Linked DNA regions of Mus musculus: all the other regions are linked to region 1. The links are chromatin contacts, called in public promoter capture Hi-C maps. All regions are on one chromosome and are shown on one strand. The core of a region is the stretch at or near the end of the contact, and the rest is flanking DNA. Distances in the headings are between cores, read along the strand shown. Region 1 holds the start of Asap2 (ArfGAP with SH3 domain, ankyrin repeat and PH domain 2). Region 2 holds the start of Ywhaq (tyrosine 3-monooxygenase/tryptophan 5-monooxygenase activation protein theta). Region 3 holds the start of Adam17 (a disintegrin and metallopeptidase domain 17).

Evidence for each region. Capture Hi-C pulls out chosen DNA fragments and counts their contacts.
Region 2: a promoter capture Hi-C map of adipose tissue shows a contact between it and region 1. The contact joins the promoter of Ywhaq here to the promoter of Asap2 in region 1. A contact is called at or near these places in 9 of 39 promoter capture datasets (the C10 cell line, cranial neural crest, embryonic stem cells and 6 more), 1 of 484 Hi-C or Micro-C datasets (LSK cells), 4 of 115 datasets of contacts at active chromatin or transcription factors (bone marrow-derived macrophages, extraembryonic endoderm stem cells and pancreatic cancer cells) and 2 of 9 other capture datasets (adipose tissue and liver).
Region 3: a promoter capture Hi-C map of liver shows a contact between it and region 1. The contact joins the promoter of Adam17 here to the promoter of Asap2 in region 1. A contact is called at or near these places in 5 of 39 promoter capture datasets (cranial neural crest, frontonasal cranial neural crest, hippocampal neurons and 2 more), 5 of 115 datasets of contacts at active chromatin or transcription factors (bone marrow-derived dendritic cells, bone marrow-derived macrophages, embryonic stem cells and 2 more) and 3 of 9 other capture datasets (adipose tissue, embryonic stem cells and liver).

Annotation. Positions count from the first base shown.
Region 1 is chr12:21,109,747-21,113,327 of GRCm38.p6, forward strand. Asap2 (ArfGAP with SH3 domain, ankyrin repeat and PH domain 2) reads left to right here and starts at 2,010. Exons shown (of 29, transcript NM_001135192.1): 1 at 2,010-2,423. The coding sequence starts at 2,298.
Region 2 is chr12:21,415,378-21,418,958 of GRCm38.p6, forward strand. It overlaps Ywhaq (tyrosine 3-monooxygenase/tryptophan 5-monooxygenase activation protein theta), which reads right to left and starts at 2,059. Exons shown (of 5, transcript NM_011739.3): 1 at 1,421-2,059. The coding sequence starts at 1,714. It overlaps Gm4419 (predicted gene 4419), which reads left to right and starts at 2,505. Exons shown (of 4, transcript NR_166748.1): 1 at 2,505-2,705; 2 at 2,839-2,913; 3 at 3,253-3,457.
Region 3 is chr12:21,372,066-21,375,646 of GRCm38.p6, forward strand. Adam17 (a disintegrin and metallopeptidase domain 17) reads right to left here and starts at 1,567. Exons shown (of 19, transcript NM_009615.6): 1 at 1,271-1,567. The coding sequence starts at 1,367.

The DNA of each region.
Region 1 (3,581 bases), core at 760-3,259:
ATTCAATCCTCAGTACCACATACAAAAGAGTGGGTAGTGTTCTCTTGATTCCTGTTCAACATTTAAACTTTAAATTATGTTCATGTCTGTGTGTGTGTATGTGTTTGTGTGTGTATGTGTTTGTGTGTGTCTCTGTATGTGTGTCTCTGTGTATGTGTGTGTCTGTGCCTGTGTCTCTCTGTGTGTGTGTATGTGTGTGTCCCTGTGTTTGTATGTGTGTGTATATGTCTGTGTGTGTCTGTGTGTATATGTCTGTGTATCTGTGTCTGTGTGTGTGTCTGTGTGTGTGTGTCTGTCTGTGTGTGAGTCTGTGTGTGTGTGTGTCTGTGTGTGTGTTAGACACATTGATTCGTTTGACTGGTACTATATTATGCCAAGGAAAAACACTACTTTTTTTTAACTTCCCAAGGCATCACAGAGACCAGGTCTCCAAAAATAAAACCTTGAAAAGTCACAGGGAATATTCTTCAATTTCAGAGCAGAACAAAAGGACTTATAGGTGGGAAGAGAGGCAGAGGGATCAGAAGATTGCTTTGTGCAGGAGAGCCTGTACTATAACACAATACCCTCGAGTTATACATGCTGAGATAGGTGTGCTCCTGAGACACTAAATGGAAAGATGTTCACAACAGTGGAAAGTGGCAGAGAGTTGCAGAGTTTTGGGATTGCAATTTATTCCCTTGCGCAGGAATAAAAGCTACCCACTGGCGCAGCTATTTTTGAAGGCTGAACTTATTCACACGCAGTGCTGGTAAAATACCAGAAGCCATACATAATGTCTGACCCCAGCTGCCACCTCATACAGCAGATTTGTACATGGGAGCCTTAAAAAGATTGACTGGTCTACTGTCCTATGGCAGTAGGAGACCACTTTTATTTCCCATGTTGGGTTTACAATGTCCCTCACATTCCCTCCTTTTCAGACATACAAAAGGTTTTTGTAAAGTTTCTCTAGGCTGTATTGTTGGCAGCAGCAGTAACCGTGCCTCTTGCCTCGGGGAGTTAGAGGGTGTGATTTTTGACTAGTGTCTTCAGAACCTCTGGGTTTTTAAAATACAGCTGAGAATTTCTGAATGAGCTATAGACGAAAATGTCCTAATTCAAATGATTTATTGGCCCAGTTGTGTCTGTGATCAGTCAGCTGTGGGTTGGAGTACTCTCTGAGAACCTTCAGGTACAATACCTCACACACACCCCCAACCATGCTCTACCTCTGGTTCTCTTGGGTATCCCTCACTTCCGACAGCACATCAATCAGTGCATTCTATGATTTCCTCAGGGTGAAGCCTGGCCTAGCACCCTAAAACTGTTTTCAAGTAACTGGGAGTGTCCCTAAATGTACAAGCTTAGGGAACAAGATGCTTACTAGGGGTTGGAGTATTCTTCCAAGTCGAAGGTCATGGGTTTGAATTCCCCTTCGGCTTGTACCATGGTCACCTCCCTATGCAAAATACCTGCCTTTACTCTTGGCTTCTTGAGGCTGTGAGAAGGTGCACAGACACATGGTCCCTACATCTTGTCCCGCTAAAGTGCCCTGGAGGATTTCACTGTCCTGTAGGGGGCGAGCTACCCACACTGTCTCACTGGCCCTTTCCTGAGGTTCTGGTGGGGAATTCAGGGGGTTCCGAGGCCAAGGGTGGAATTGGGGAGCAAAAGGGTGGGCTCCCCTCCAGCCGGGAAGCCAGTATCCCGGGTTCCACTCCACGCCCTCTGGGTAATGTTGCTAGAGGTCATGGCGGGTGCGGGGTGGGAGCCGGCACCGCAGCCCGGGAAAGGGCGCGCCCTCGAACCCCAGCACGTCCCGAAGGCAGACACAATGCGGCGGCACACAGCCGCTGACCAGTCCCGAGCGCACATCGCCCTCCTTCCTGCGGCCTCAGCTTCTCGGCGGCGCAGTGGCGGCGAGCGCCCCGATTGGCGGCCAGGCCTGCGCCCCGCCCCGCCCATCGGGCCACCGCCCCCTCCCTAGTCGGGCCCGCCCCTCTCCGCGGGAGGCGTCCGGGCCAGCGGCTTGGTGGCGGGTTGTTCCCGCCGGCTGTGCGCGCCCGCGTCTGGGCTCGCTCGAAGAGGACGCGGCGGCGGCGGCTGCGGCTCCAGGAGCACAGCGGGCAGAGCTGCGGGCTGCACGCGCCCCTGCTGCCACCGGGCGTCCCGCGGTGGCTCCCGCGCCCTGCGGCGGCTTCCGCGCCCCGCGCTCCTCTTTGTCCGTGTCCCTGAGCGGCTGCTGCGGCGGGGTCGGAGCCCGCGCCCTGGGCGACTGAGGCGGCGGCGGCAGTCCGCGCCCCGGTGTTGCAGCGATGCCGGACCAGATCTCCGTGTCGGAATTCGTGGCCGAGACCCATGAGGACTACAAGGCGCCCACGGCCTCTAGCTTCACCACGCGCACGGCCCAGTGCCGGAACACCGTGGCGGCCATCGAGGAGGTGAGCGGTAGCATCGCTGGCGCCGGGCGGGAGGCTAGGGTCGCGGTAATCCCGCTGCGTCCTGGGGACCCGCTGGGCTTTCGCGCCTGGTGCCCGAGACCCAGTGCCCTCCGCCTGCGCCCACACCCTGGAAAAGTTTCTGGTCCCCCAGAGCCGGACGCAGCCGGGCCAGCAGTGCCCGACACAGAAGCCCTTTGTTCCCTGCTCTAGGGAGAGGCTGCTAGGCCACCTTGGGCCTTTTTTGGGAACGCTCCTGTCTGTTCCCATTTCCCTCGCAGGGTTTCAGGTCCTTTGCTCCCACCTCGGAGAGGTCAACTTCGGCTCTGAGTCTGTGGCGGCTGCGAACCGGGGACCCCTGCGAGCTCTACGGGCCCCGGAGAGATGGGTCTCCCTGCGCGGACCTCTCCAACTTGTTCCAGAAGTAGCCCGGCGGGGGCAGCTGTGGCTTCTGAGCCAACAAGCAGAGCAGATCCAGGGGACCCCAAGCTGCTTAGGCACGGGTGCCCATCCCATCTTGGGAGGCCTGGCAGTTCCCACTGCGTGCCACAGAGCAGCGCTGTCGAGGGATGTGGAGAACCAGAGCTTTGAGATCCAAAAGGCCTTTGGTGGCCGCCTCTGGGCTACCTGTGTGGTGCCTGTTGACAGTATGGTCAGCTCCTTTGCCCTTAACCTGGAAAAGGCCTGCTTTTAGTAAGGGCTTTCAAGATGCATAGTCATTGTATTGAGTGGCTAAGCAGCGAGCTCTCCAGATCCCGGGGAAGAGGGACTGCAAGAAGGAAGCAGTTTGGGTTGAAAATTGAAGCAGGCTTGGAAGAGGCTGTGTGAGTCCAGGGACCGCAGCTGTCCGCGACTTGGGAAAGCCTCACTTACATCATTTTCTTTACCTCCCCAACAGAATTTAGAGTTTCGTGTTTTCGGCTCTGTAGGCCATGTGCGTCCAGCTGGACTCACAATAGGTACGAGAACGAGACACACATGTGTAGCAGTAGTGAACCGATGACTACATTTCTTTTGCTTAGAATTTTAAGATCGAGGTAGATATTTTAAAATACTTGTGTCAGAGGCTGGTGTTCGGAGAGCTTTTAAATTAAGCTATGTCATTACATCCTTTCCCCTTGCTTGAACAAAGCATTCGCTATTAGGCTTCGCCTGGGGGGG
Region 2 (3,581 bases), core at 809-3,308, 310 kb after region 1:
TTGTGTGTAAGAGCTGCAAGACGGAATAAATATTCCTTTGTTTCAGAATTAAACTGATAGTTTACACAAAAATCTGGTGATTCAGAACTGCATGGGTAAATAAACCCCAAAGTGTTAACAATAGCCATCAATATATGGTATTAAAGTCTGCTATTACTATCCTAGTTGACATCTCTTGAATGTAAAAAAATTCAGGCCAAAGAGCTGCCTCCCCTAAGCTAAACAGGGACTGGAACTTAAGATCACATAGATGTTAACAGAACAAAATGGCATCTTTACAAAACAGAGTTTTCTGCACTTCACTACCAACTGATTGCTTCTGACCCCTAACATCTGTATCTATCAGCCATGATTTTGCTCAGATAATCTCTTTTGTTTTAGTAAAACAGGTAGGTTTTACACAACAGGGAAAAATGTTCTAGGTTCCATTGATTCGATGTGATAAAGAAATGAAGGCTAGAAGGGAAAGCCCCTTTTTCCCTTCTCTTATGAAACCCTGCATAAAAGACACCTAAAAAGATCCAGGGCAAGCCTATCAGCTACCAGCTGCCTCATATAAAGGTGGCATGTGAAGAGCAAACCCAGCAGCTACTTCATCATCAGTCTATAACTACCTATCAATGTGAACAGGAGTCACAGTTTGCAGCATTAATATCTGACACTCTATGGCATGCTATTTAAATTTTAGAAACTTGCTTTATTGAATAAGAGATCTGGGCAATGAATGACTCAAGATTTAAAAGTGCCCCCTCTAATAAGGGTGAATCATAGCAGTTAACATCCCGGTTGGGACTGGATAGTGCAAAACCTGGAAAGCCTTCCTTGCCCATCCACACCAGAAATGCTTTCATTTCCATACACCGGACTAAAGTGAGGCAACAAATAGAAAACAAACAAACAAACACTATTAAATAGTGAAATTTGACCAGGGCATGGTATTCTTCAAATTATCTGTATCCTTTTCATCCAGTGAACTCATCCACCCACCCACCCCCACACCTCTTTAGCAAGGAAAGGCTCAACATATTCTTACATGAAAAATAAAACATGTCTAGATTTTTCACTCCTAAATCTTGGGGGGCTGGGGAAATTCTAGCATCTCTATGGTAAAAGTCCCCATGCCTTCTACGACATGAAAGAACTTACAGATCTCAGGACCACTCTCCTGGCACAAGGTTAAATAGGTCTTTTTCAGTCTTGTGCAAGCCTACGCGGCTACTCCCCCCAAGTTTTTGTACCCCAGAGCTTGGGAAAAAAAGAGTTACCCACCCCCGAGAAAGCTCTGAAACAGGTAAGAAGGAAGCCTGGGGCTCAAATCACAAACTCTCTATCCCACAGGTTTCTCCCCATCGGGAACACCACACAAAAGGGGTGTCGCTCCCGCCGCCCTACTCCCTCACTAATGCCGGCGCCAACTCACCAGGACCGTGGTGCAGATGGACCTCAGCTCCGACTCCACTTTCTCCCGATAGTCCTTGATCAGCTGCAACTTCTTGTCAGAGGTGTCGGTCTTCTGCTCAATGCTCGAGATGACCCTCCAGGCGGACCTGCGGCCCCCTACCACGTTTTTGTAGGCCACCGACAGCAGGTTGCGCTCCTCGTTGGACAGCTCGGCGCCCTGCTCCGTCACGGCTTTCATGCAGGTGGCCATGTCGTCGTAGCGCTCGGCCTGCTCGGCCAGCTTGGCCTTCTGGATCAGCTCGGTCTTCTCCATGGCGAGCGAGGGCGAGCGCCGAGCCGGATCCGGAGTCCTCCTGAGAGCCGCGAGGGGCGGGGCGGGGCGGCGCCGGCGAGGACAAAAAGGAGCGAGGAGAGAGCGCGTCAGACAATGCAGCCGGACGCCCGCTTTGTCTCAGCGCACGAGGCGGCGCGTCCTCCGGCCTCTCACGGGGCCGCCGCCTTCCGCCCGCGCCCTCCGGCCCGCCCGCCGCGCCTCCCCAAGGCCGGAGCGCGGGCCCCACCCGGCCCAAGATGGAAGCGGCCGTTGGTGCCGCACCTTCCCGTCCCAGCCCGAACCTCAGGCGCGCGGTAGCCTAGCAGATATGAGGACCGTGCTCCGCCAACCCGGCCTCGGTACCTCGCGGCGGCTGTTGCAGCCGCAGTCCCAGAGCTGTGTCCGCACTCACCTTCTAGTCTCCGCAGCCGCGACGCGAGTCCCACCACTTTGATCTGCTTTGGGCTTTAGCCGAGGACCCTCCCGTCTCAGCCTAGCACGGAGCCGACGAGCTCGCCACCGACCAATAGAACGCTGCACCTCCCCAAGGAGTCCCGCCTCTAGCTTCTCCTCTGTCCAATGAGGGGCGAGCGCGCGGAAGGGGGCCCAGGGGGCGGGGCGGGAAGCGAAGCGGAGGCTCCGAGGGTGGGTCGGCTCGGGTAGGTTCGGTTGGCCCGCAGGCTGCGGCTTCGGCCACGGGGTTTCCTCCAATTAGATCCAGGGTGAATGGACGTCACTGTTGCCATGGCGATGCTTTTCCAACTCCCCTCATCCTCCCCGCCAGCCCGGCACTCCTGGGTGCGGCACGGGACCGGAGGTGCTTTCGACCTCCGAGGCTGCGACCGCGTGTCCTGTAGCAGCAACCACTGCAGATGGGGCGTTGCAGCTCTCGAGCTGCTGCGGCTGCAGCTGGACTTGGCAGGGGTGAGATAATTAGCCCTTTTGATGCACAAGCGCCTTCCTTTCTTCTACCTTCCTGTTCTTGACAAAGGTTTGTATCCCCAAGACATTAAAATGCAACCCTTACAATTTTCCTGTTTCGGCTACAAATTAGAAATATCCTGATCCCCATTAAAAAAGGATTCGTTCCCAGAGAAAGTGGCTTAATTCAAGTTTTCACACAGGCACCCGAAAGCCAGCAATTCCCTTATGGAAAGGTAGATTCAGGAGATCTGGGCAGGACTGCGTGGCAGCGTCAGGTAAGCATTTCTTTAAAACGGGGAAATGACATTAAGCACGATTTGAACAAACACAGCTGTGACTACCCGATCCCCGGAAGCATATTTCTTAAACATTTCTTTACTACTTTTCCACATTAATGTCTAAGTACACCCTGCCCCGAACACACACACCTTTGTACTCTGTAAAGCATGTATGCATGCTTTTGTTTTTTGTGTGTGATGGGTTTTTTTTCTCCTGATATATTTGTGAAGATCTCATGTTTTTCTCTGCACAATAAACACCCTTCTGAAATGAGAGCATTTGCCCCAGATGCCATGTATTCAGGGTCACAGCTAACATTTTTCTCCTTTAAATAGGCTCCCTTATTTCCTAGCCCTCAATCCAATTCCTAGTGAGGTGGCTGTCCTACCGGACTCAAAGAATGAAACTGCCACCTGGGCTCTGAAGAGATGCCAGTTCCAGTAGTTCCTCAAGGGTTCAAAGAACTTCAGTGACTGCCACAGGCAAAGTGGATTCAAATGCTAAACGGAACCAAGCAGACCGAAGACTGCAGAAAGGAAGGTCTGACACTGAGCACAGATGGGGGGGGGGGGGGGAAGAGACGAAGCTTCCAGAAATTCAGATCTCCTCCCAGCTGCCCCTCCCTACCCAACTTGTAAAGGTTGCTTTGTGCTTTGACCAGGAG
Region 3 (3,581 bases), core at 317-2,816, 260 kb after region 1:
GAAAGGGGGGGGGGGGGAGGCGGGGCTGGAGAGATGGCTCAGCAGTTAAGAGCACCAACTGCTCTTCCAAAGGTCCTGAGTTCAATTCCCAGCAACCACATGGTGGTGGCTCACAACCATTTGTAATGCGATCTGATGCCCTCTTCTGGTGTGTCTGACAGCTACAGTGTACTCACATACATACATACATACATACATACATACATACATACATACATCTTAGAAAAAAAAACCCATAGGGTTTCAATCTGAATAATAAAATACTATAATGACATGATCGTAACTTCACACAATTGGGAACACGCTGTTTCACACTTTGTTATTGATTAGCTGAAATGCCTTAGATGGCAACATTTGCAAGCTAAAAGATTCTAAGACACTTGCTAAGTTCCCTATCATCAAAACTATTTGACACTTTGTTACTGATTAACTGAAATGTCTTAGCCACTTTTGCAAGCTAAAGGATCCTAGGATAGCGAGTAAATTGCCTATCGCCAATTTCAATTCAAAACTTCTAAAGCATGCCTTTCCTTAAAATCCAATCTCTAAAAAAATTAAAGTAGAAACCCTAAGTTTCTAGGCAATTTAAATGGGTTATCCCTGGTGATCTGTTAAAAATTGCAAGGAAAACATTCATCTTGACAAGCCAATTCAAGAATTGGCTTGGAAGTTTGAGCCTCGCTCTCTCAGCTAAGCACCTCTCCAACAAGACGGATGATCTCGAAATCCAATGCAAGATTCCAAATACAGTCGAAAAATGCAAATGAAACTACATCAGTCGCCACCTTCCAACCAGGTACTGCATTCAGTACCTCCTACATATAACTTCAAGTTAGCCTCTGAGAGCCAACAAGTGGTGGAGAGCTTTGGGACTGTCCTTTCTTCCCAGGGTCTTGCTTTCAGCAGAAACACCTAACACCTTAGATTCACTTGTTAGCAAGTAAAGGACCTCGACCAAATCTCACACTCCACAAACGAACCATCCATGTGCCAACACCTCTTTTCTAAATATTCCAGAAATAAACCTGGGAGAACTTGCCCGTCCCAGGCCCTCGGTCCCTATGGGAGACCCCTCCAGGATTTCCCTCCTCACTGAGAGACAAGCCCATCTCTTTTTCTCTCTCTAAACACCGAGAGCCACACCCCCCTTCCTTCACTTGAAAACTTCGGGACGCGCCACGGGAGCCCAATATCCCGCCCCTAGCACCCCGGCGCGTCCCTCCAATCACTCTGGGGTCAGATAAGTCAGTTTGCTCCCCGAACTCTTTACCAAGTCGCGGATGGGAGCCAGAGCCTGCTTCCTCCGGAGGTCGGGGTGCCAGGACGAAAGGCACCAAAGTGGTCAGGATGAGGAGACGCCGCCTCATGTTCCCGTCCACCACCTCTCTGGGAAACCTTCTCCGAAAGAGCGTTCGGGAAACTGCTCACATTGGGAGCGGAGGTGATCTTCCCAGCACGGCCCTGCAAACTTCTCCCTCCCGCGCCGCCTACAGGGAAGCTAGGCTCACGTCCCCGGAAGTGCAGGCGGCGCTCGCTGAGAGCGGCTTAACTCGTTTCCGGCCGCAGCCGGAGACCACCCCGCGGCCCACAGCCGGAAGAAGGGTGCCGTAGAGCATTGTGGGAGGCGTGGCTCGCCCCGCCCCGGCGCGGCGCCGGCAGAACGCCATCTTCTGGGCTCTGTTCCTTCCTGGTCCCTCTGGGGCCTGCTTGGCGCCTTCCTGGCCTTCAGCTGGCGGCGTCCTGACTCGACCCTCTCTCTCTCGCCTCTGTCCCCGGGTGACCGCGGGGAACGAAGGTGGGAGAGGATGGGCAGGTCCTTAGACAGGTGCGACCTTCTTCGTGATTAAAGTCCCCTTCAGCGTCTTTATTGAAGGGTCTGTGAAGTCTGGCGTGGGGTCAACTACCTGCCTATGGGATGGGGGCGTGAAGTCGGCCACAGTGCCCTGGAGATCCGCCCCACGCGGATCGGGTGTGCTGTTCGGCGACTTGCTGCGGGAGACTAGGTCTCTTGTCACTGAAAATGCTCAGGGGACTGTACATAGACTTATGCAAAGACATTTATTTGCTCCTTGGTTCCTTACTCTAGGCAGTCTCCTAGTGAACAGGAGCGACCATCTACCCCCTAACTCTTGTAGTTGGTTTCCCTACTCGACCCCTTGTGGTTTTGCGGTCTTTTTTTTTTTTTTTTTCCCTGTGTTATTGTTTGTGGTACTGAACATTAATAGCCCTGGTCAGATTTCAAGTCGTCTTCCAGAAAAAGATAAACTGATTTAAATTTGTTCGTTGTGGAATGTCTTGCAACATTTTCAACAGTTACTGACTTTGCACATTTTTTTGGGGGGCATGTTAGCTAAACTAGTCTGTACAACCGAGGTATAAACACTTTCACTAGGTACACATTCAAGGAATACCTAACCAAAAAAGAAAGTCACCCCCACAAATTAGATGCCAGCTTTTTTTTGTTTTGTTTTGTTTTGTTTTGTTTTGTTTTGTTTTTTTCGAGACAGGGTTTCTCTGTATAACCCTGGCTGTCTTGGAACTCACTCTGTAGGCCAGGCTGGCCTTGAACTCAGAAATCCGCCTGCCTCTGCCTCCCGAGTGCTGGGATTAAAGGCGTGCGCCACCACCGCCCGGTAGATGCCAGCTTTTTAATAATAGAAATGCTATGATATTTCTCTTGAGTGTCCAGGCTCCATGTCCCCAGGTTTGTAACTTTAGTTGACTGCAGATTATATTGTTTGTGTCGCCTAGCTTTTGTGCAGCTGAGCTATGTTTAGTAAATGCTATTTCAGTGGCACTCAGCCTTCCTAATGCTTTGGACCCTCTACTACAGTTCCTCATGTGTGGAGACCCTGAACCATAATTGTTTAATTGCAGCTTCATGACTATAATTTTGCTACGGCTATAAACGGTAATGTAAATAACTGCAGGGTACCTGATAATGGGACCCTGCACCCCCCAAAGGGATACTGACCCAAGGGGTTGAGTACCACTGTGCTAGGTTTTTGGTTTGTTGGGTTTTTTTTGGGGGGGGGAGGGGTGTCTGTTTTTGTTGGGTTTTTTGTTGTTGTTTTTCGAGACAGGATTTCTGTGTGTGGTCCTGGCTGTCCTGGAACTCACTCTGTAGACCAGGCTGGCTTCACTGTGCTAATTTTTAAAAAACTCCTGATCCACTTTATCATAACAAGTTTTCAGGATAAGTCCCAATTTTAAGTAGTCTTCAACATTCACAAGTCAGTATTCAAATTAAGATTCCAATTTGAAATTCATCTTTGATTTGACAATAGTCCATATCTTTAGGATAAAATAACTCCACCTGGGGGAGATGAAGAGCCAGAGGAACATCTCAGAGGGCCATGCTGGATAAAAGCCTGCAGGGCAGAACTGGCACCTACAGCTTGGTGGTGACCCATGCCTGCCATCCCAGCACTAGGAGGCTGACACAGAACAACAGCCAGGGCTATGTTAAATCAAGAGTCCCAAAACTGACAGTCGAAGCCTGACCCTCAAGGGTTTATTTTTGGGGGATTTGTCCTAGCAGGGGGAAAAGTGTGATGGGCTTTATGAGCTAGGCTCATTTT